Linked DNA regions of Anser cygnoides: region 1 is linked to region 2. The links are chromatin contacts, called in public Hi-C maps. All regions are on one chromosome and are shown on one strand. The core of a region is the stretch at or near the end of the contact, and the rest is flanking DNA. Distances in the headings are between cores, read along the strand shown.

Region 1 (3,385 bases), core at 836-3,335, 150 kb after region 2:
GCCTCAGCACCACAAGTGTAAATTTAAGTCTAAGCATGCTCTTCAGAATGCTACCTCCAGAGAATTATGCACATCTTCAAAATGATCTTTCCTCTAGGCAATGCACAACTCAAGTTTCAGCAGCTGTGACATATCCCCTGTCAATGATCTGACTTGCAGCCATGCGTAACAGAATAAATAGTTTGTAAATAACAGTACTTTTGCAAATTGAGTACTGCCATACCTGGGTGGAGGTGGAACGGGCTTCTGGACACTGAAACAGAGCCCATGAGCTTGATTAGGTCCATGATAGGGATCTTGTCCCAAGACTACAACCTTCACCTGAAAGCAGAACTTTATTATTACTGAGTTGCAATCAGCATTATTGCCAAAAGAGGAAAAAAAAGCTTACAAGCAAGCTCTATCCTAAATCAGGCAGACAAAAACCCAAAGAACCGACATACCTCACTACACACAAGTTAAGGAACACAGCTCCTACCTAAGTCTAAACTCACCGCGGTTTTTCTGCCAAGGTTATGGAAGTACTTTGAGTACAAACAACCAAAGCTTTCAAAAATCCACAACACTACGAGGGTATTTTCCAAGGAGGTTTCCTTAGATTTGAATTTTACGACTCATTCACAGTGATATCCACGATTACAAACACAGCTTATTGCCAAGGGGATTACCTAAGCCAGTCACACATATTTTTTAATTACAGCTCATTAACATAGTGGAAAAAAGCAAGTTGTACGAGATGCAAAAACAGGCACTATGTTATATGCCGGTAACACTAAAAATAAGGTCAAGAGCCCCACTGAATTTTTAAGGGAAAGCCCACGGCTGGTAATAAAACATCAAAACTGAACTTGGGTGTGGGAGGAGATCAACCGAGCGGGACCCGCAGGTGCTGTGAGCCAGCAGCACCCATGCCAGGGCAGCCCGCAGGACCCCACAGCCGTGCCCGTGTCCGTGCCCATACCCCCCCCAGAGACTGGCACCCCCCCAGCCGCACTCACATCCCTGATGTCGCACATCTGCGTCCAGGTGAAGACCTGCTCCGGGGGCGGGTACACGGTGTGCCGCTTCCTCTCCTCCGCCACGAAGGCCATCAGCTGCGGGCAGAGCGGGCGGATCAGCAGGGACCGGGACCGGGACCCCCCCCACCCCGGCCCGGCGCTCACCTCCAGGAAGTAGGGCTTGGAGAACTCCTTGGCCAGCTGCCGCCGCCAGCTCTCCCCGAAGCCCGGCGGCACGTTGCGCTCTGCCAGCCGCTGCAGCGCCGCCTCCTTGTTCCTGCGGATCCGCTCCTGCTGCTCCGGGCTCAGCGGCGAGGCCCCGCCCGCCTCGCTCCCCGCAGCCTTCGCCTTCTTGGCGGCGGCGGCACCACCGGCCTGGAAACGGCGAACGAGCAGGCGGCTGCAGAGCGGGCCCAGCCTCTGGCCGAGCACCCGGAGCGGCCCGGACGCCATTCCGAGCCGTTCCGCGCCCCGCTCCGCCCCGCTCAGGGCGGTCCCGCGGTGCCCGCGCCCCACGCGGCTTTTTCGCGGCAAAACAGCGCCGAGCCCCGCCCCCCGCGCGCTCTGAATTTCCTATTGGCCGCGGGCAGACGGTCCGCTCCTCCCTATTGGCCAGCCGCAGCGGCGCGGGGCCAGTCTACCTAGCAACCGTGCCCTGAGGATGCCCCCCGAGCCCATGGGGCGCCGGCGGAGCGCGGGCTCCTTTGGCGGGGCAGCGCCGCGGCGTTGGGACGGGACCGGAGCCCCGCATCCCCCCCGGGACACCGGCGCCCCCCAGCGCCCCGTGCACCCCCAGGTCCCCGCTCCCCCCAGCAGCCGCTCCCCGCATCCCTCTCCCCATCACCTCGGCATCGCCGCCCGGCTCCGGGGAGCGGCTGCGCTTCCTGGCGGGCGCGGGGCCGAAGAAGGAGAGCAGCGTGCGCTGCCCGATCATGGCTGCGGCGGCGGCGGCGGGACCCGCGTGGGCTGGGGAGGCGAATTGGCGCCAAAACCGGACGAGGGGGCGGGGCGAGGGGCGGGGCGGGGCGGGGGGCGGGGCTCCGCGCGCGCATCCGCGGCTCGCGGCACCGGGGGCTGATGGCGGGGAGGTGCGGGAAGAGGCCGCGGCCGGAGGAGGCGGAGGGGGAGGACGGGGGGGCCGTGCCCGTGCCCGTGCCGCCGCCCCCCCCCCTGCCGCCAGATCCGCGGGCAGGGCCTGAGCTGCGAGTACCGGCTGCTGTTCGGCCCCGCCGAGGCGGACGGCGTCCTGCGGCGGCTGGAGCGGGACGTGCGGTACCGGCCGGGTGAGCGCCCGGGAGCCGCCGCCGCCGAGCGGGGAGGGAACGGCGGCGGCACCGGGGGGGGGAGAAACAGAGGTGGGCGGCTGTCAGCTGCTGCCTGCGGGACCCGGGAACTCGGGGGGCTGACATCCCCTGGGGGGGACATCCCGGGGCGGTGGCATCCCCCGGTAACCGGGCCGCGGAGCTAACCCCGACCCCTTTGCCTCTCGTTTGAGCAGACGACCAGACCAAGCTGCACGTCTTCGGCAAATGGCACAGCATTCCCAGGAGGCAGGCAGTCTACGGAGACCCCGAGCTGACGTACACGTACTCGGGGGTCACCTTTTCTCCCGAGCCCTGGATCCCAGTTCTCGAACACATCAGGGACCGCGTTGCCTCGGTCACGGGACACAACTTTAATTTTGTCCTCATTAACAGGTACGTCAGATGTCCGACTGCATCGAGCAGCTTGTCGTTCAGATGAAAAATTGCTTGCTTGAGTGTCAATAGATCACTGAAAAATTGTTTGACGTTCATTTTATGGAACTGGGAGAACTAATTATTCCGCTTACAGATACAAAGACGGTCTGGACCACATAGGCGAACACCGAGATGACGAGAGAGAACTGGTCCCACGCAGCCCCATCGCGTCTGTGTCCTTCGGAGCCTGCAGGGACTTTGTTTTTAGGCACTGTGATTCCCGAGGGAAAAACGCAACGCGCCGCATCAAGCCCGTCACGCTGCAGCTAGCCCACGGCAGCCTGCTTATGATGAAGTACCCCACCAACGTGTACTGGTATCACAGCCTGCCCGTCCGCAAGAGGGTGCTCAGTCCGAGGATCAACCTGACGTTTCGGAAAGTGATAGCTATAGACAAGAAGTGAGATACTCGGCGATCAAGCACCCGGTCTTTAGACTCTGAAAATGAAGGTTTTCTTCCCCAGTATGGCTGCCAGTTTGTGCCTCAAACAGTCTTTGACAATCCAAAGCATTAAACCAGAAAAGTTGATAGTATACCTGGTAATTTGCTAATAAATAGTGCAACTATTGATCTGCAGTGCCAAGAATGCTTTGTCAGTATGCTGTTGCTGTAGTCCTGCTGACACACGTATTTTTAATGAGTAATAC
Region 2 (3,009 bases), core at 360-2,859:
AAATACACCAGCTCTGAAGGGGTCTCTTGAGGTGCCCAGAACCTAAATAAAGTGCGATTCCCTTTGATTTCTTACTTTGCCTGAAAGATTTGGTTTCTTTCTGTGACCTTGAAGATACAATTAACGCTGAACGCCCAAAACACGTTTATTTTGGGGCAGGAGGACAGCCTTACCCATACTTAGCTGAAATAGCCAGGCACATATAAAGGAAGGCAAGAATAGCAAGGCTGTCGGGAGCTGAGGCTTCGGCAGGGATTCCAGCAAACTCTTTCAGTGCTTCCAGCAGTTCTGCGCTGGGGGGCTTAGACTCATCAAAGTCAGCTAGGGAGGCAAGCAGGGGAGAATTCAAACACTTAGAAGCCAGGAAATTGTTAAACCCGAAAGCTGCATTTACACAAACAACTCTTGTTAGAGGAGGCAGACACGGACTACGAACTAGTTTCACGTTTTACCTACAAGCTTTCTGCTCAGGATAAAACAAAGCAAAACCACCAACCACCCCGAGAACCTGATCTTCCTCCATCCCCACACCTGCACCATCTGACAGAGACTCCGTGCGTTCACTTCTCACATGTGCCCATCCACCACCAGGCAGAATTTGGCAAGCCAAATGCTGGTTATTAAACAACAGGGACGCTGAGGTTCTTCAGACGCGTCTGAGATGCAACAGCCAGGGCAGGGATGAGCACAAGAGAAGTTCTGGCCGGTGCCGAGGTTACCGACGTGCTGACCCTGCGGACTTTGTCCTGCTAAGCAAACAGAGCTGGTGAGGGTCGGGGGAGCTGGTGCCAGGTCCTGCAGTGGGAAGGGACCCATGGAGTCACCCGGCACGAGACGCTGAGCGCCCGGGGGCGGCTGGGGCTGGATGGGGCCCTTACAGACCCCCTGGTTCCAGCTCCCTGCCCTAACCCCGGGTCCCCCCAGTCCCATCCAGCCCGTGAGGGACGGGACACCCCCTTACCCCGTGCCCCTGTCAGTTGATGAACCCCCCCTACCCCAACCCAACCCAACCCAAGCCCCCAACCCAACCCAACCCAACCCCAACCCTAACCCCATCCCACCCCCCCCCCCAAGCCCAGTGCCTCCCCCCCGGGACCCCCCGGTCCCCTCTCACCCTCGAGGCGACCCCTGAGGGCGCGGAGGCCGGGCAGGTCCCAGCTCCTGAGGACGCCGACGCCGGGCAGGCGGACACGGAGCCGCTCCTCGCCGCCGGGCCGCAGGCACAGGAAGGTGCGGAGCCCCAGCGCCACGGCCAGCGCCGCCTGCGGGACGAACGGGACGGAACGGGACGGGACGGGGCGTGAGGACCGGGAACACGAAGCCCAGGCCCGTCCCGCCCCGTGGCGGCGCTCACCTTGCCGTGCACCACGGCGTGCTCCCCGTGCAGGATCACCTTCCCCGGCGCCGACACCACCAGGCCCCGCTCCGCCATGGCCGGCCGCCGCCGGGCACCGCGCCCCGCTCCGGCTTCAGCCGCCGGCCCCGCCCCGCTCGCTCCCAGCCAATCGCGGGGCTCGCAGAGGGGACGGGGCCGCGGGCCGGCCAATCGGGAGGCGGCGGCGCGGGGTGGCGAGGCGCTGGGGTGAGGCCGGCGGGGGCCTGGCGGGGGCCCCGGAGGGGTTGCGGCGGGAGGCGGCGATGCTGCGGCGGGCGGCGGCGGCGGCGGCCCGGGGGGTGCGGAGGCCGCTGGGGCTGCGGCAGCGCGGCGGGGCCGGCAGGTGGGGCTGGGAACGGGGCCGGGGAGCGGGAGCGGGGATCGGGGCCAGGGCCGGGAACGGGGCCAGGGACTGGGACGGGGTGCGGGGACCGGGGCCGGGGATCGGGGCCGGGAACGGGAGCGGGGGCCGGGGATCGGGGCCGGGACCAGGGAACGGGACCGGGATCGGGGCCAGGGATCGGGACCGGGGACCGGGACGGGGTGCGGGGAGCGGGGACTGGGGCCAGGGAGCGGGGACTGGGGCCGGGGATCAGGACCGGGGATCGGGACCGGGGCTGGGGACCGGGCCCGGGGCCGGGAGCTGCCTGCCGCCCCCTGACGACCCCCACCTCCCGCAGCCCCGCCGGCGGTGCCCGCGCCCCGAGGATCTACACGCGAACGGGGGACGGAGGTGGGCCCGGGGCGGCCGGGGAGCGGGGCCTGCTGGCCCTGCCCGGTCCTGAGCCCCCCCCGCGCCTGCCGCAGGCTTCTCCAGCACCTTCACCGGGGAGAGGAGGCCCAAGGGCGACCGCGTCTTCGAGGCGCTGGGCACCACGGACGAGCTGAGCTCCGCCATCGGGTGAGCGCCCCGCGGGGCCTCCCCCGGCCTCCTCCTCCCCGAGCCCCGGGGGGCCGCAGCCCCCCGCTCACCCCCTTTCCCCGCCGCAGGCTAGCCAGCGAGTTCGGCGTCGAGAAGGGGCACGCGTTCGTGGAGCAGCTTCGCAAAGTGAGTGCTGCCGGCAGGCCTTCCTCACCCCGCGGCCCCGCCGCGTGCCGCGCTGGTTTTAGGCAGGATGCTCCCGTTGACACGTAGGAACTTAATTAAATAAATTAAATAAAATAAACTTAGCATTAAAATATTAGGATGAAGCATCCCCTAAATATTTAAGGCTCTGAGCCACAGTTACCCCCCAAGAGACAAACTTTAACCAGGAAGGAAACCGGCAGCTCAAGCAGATCGGTTGCGGGCAGATAAACGTATCCACATGTACCCAGATCTGTGCCCCCACATGTCACGGATGTGAGTTAAGTCTCGTCACGGAGCCTCAGGTTTGGGATCAGGGCACCAAAACTACGTGGGCGCGATGGTGGGAGACTGCTCCCACCGTGGCATCATGTGGGTTTTACTAACTGGCTTCGCTGTGCACAGGACCTCAGAAGGAGCTAATCGGAGACCTTACAGAGCTTTACCAGGCTGCCTCTGAAACGTCCCGTGCTATGGAGAGATGCTCCTCTCAGAAGTGGATGTGACACTGAGCCAGCACCATCTCCAGCTGTTTGTCACTGCCACTCTCTCAGAGGTTCCTGGTTCG

Evidence for each region. Hi-C and Micro-C count contacts between places; a contact is called where the count stands out from the background.
Region 1: a contact with region 2 is called in a Hi-C map of liver, with 4 times the contacts expected there. The contact joins the promoter of ALKBH2 here to the promoter of MMAB in region 2. A contact is called at or near these places in 2 of 7 Hi-C or Micro-C datasets (both in liver).

Annotation. Positions count from the first base shown.
Region 1 is chr17:1,781,120-1,784,504 of Taihu_goose_T2T_genome, forward strand. ALKBH2 (alkB homolog 2, alpha-ketoglutarate dependent dioxygenase) reads left to right here and starts at 2,086. Exons shown (of 3, transcript XM_048073659.2): 1 at 2,086-2,281; 2 at 2,497-2,695; 3 at 2,832-3,385. The coding sequence starts at 2,086. The coding sequence ends at 3,141. UNG (uracil DNA glycosylase) reads right to left here and starts at 2,001. Exons shown (of 7, transcript XM_066979193.1): 1 at 1,843-2,001; 2 at 1,164-1,373; 3 at 999-1,094; 4 at 224-321. The coding sequence starts at 1,932.
Region 2 is chr17:1,630,689-1,633,697 of Taihu_goose_T2T_genome, forward strand. MMAB (metabolism of cobalamin associated B) reads left to right here and starts at 1,610. Exons shown (of 10, transcript XM_066978724.1): 1 at 1,610-1,718; 2 at 2,056-2,108; 3 at 2,183-2,276; 4 at 2,366-2,423. The coding sequence starts at 1,639. MVK (mevalonate kinase) reads right to left here and starts at 1,510. Exons shown (of 11, transcript XM_066978721.1): 1 at 1,355-1,510; 2 at 1,115-1,262; 3 at 174-321. The coding sequence starts at 1,432.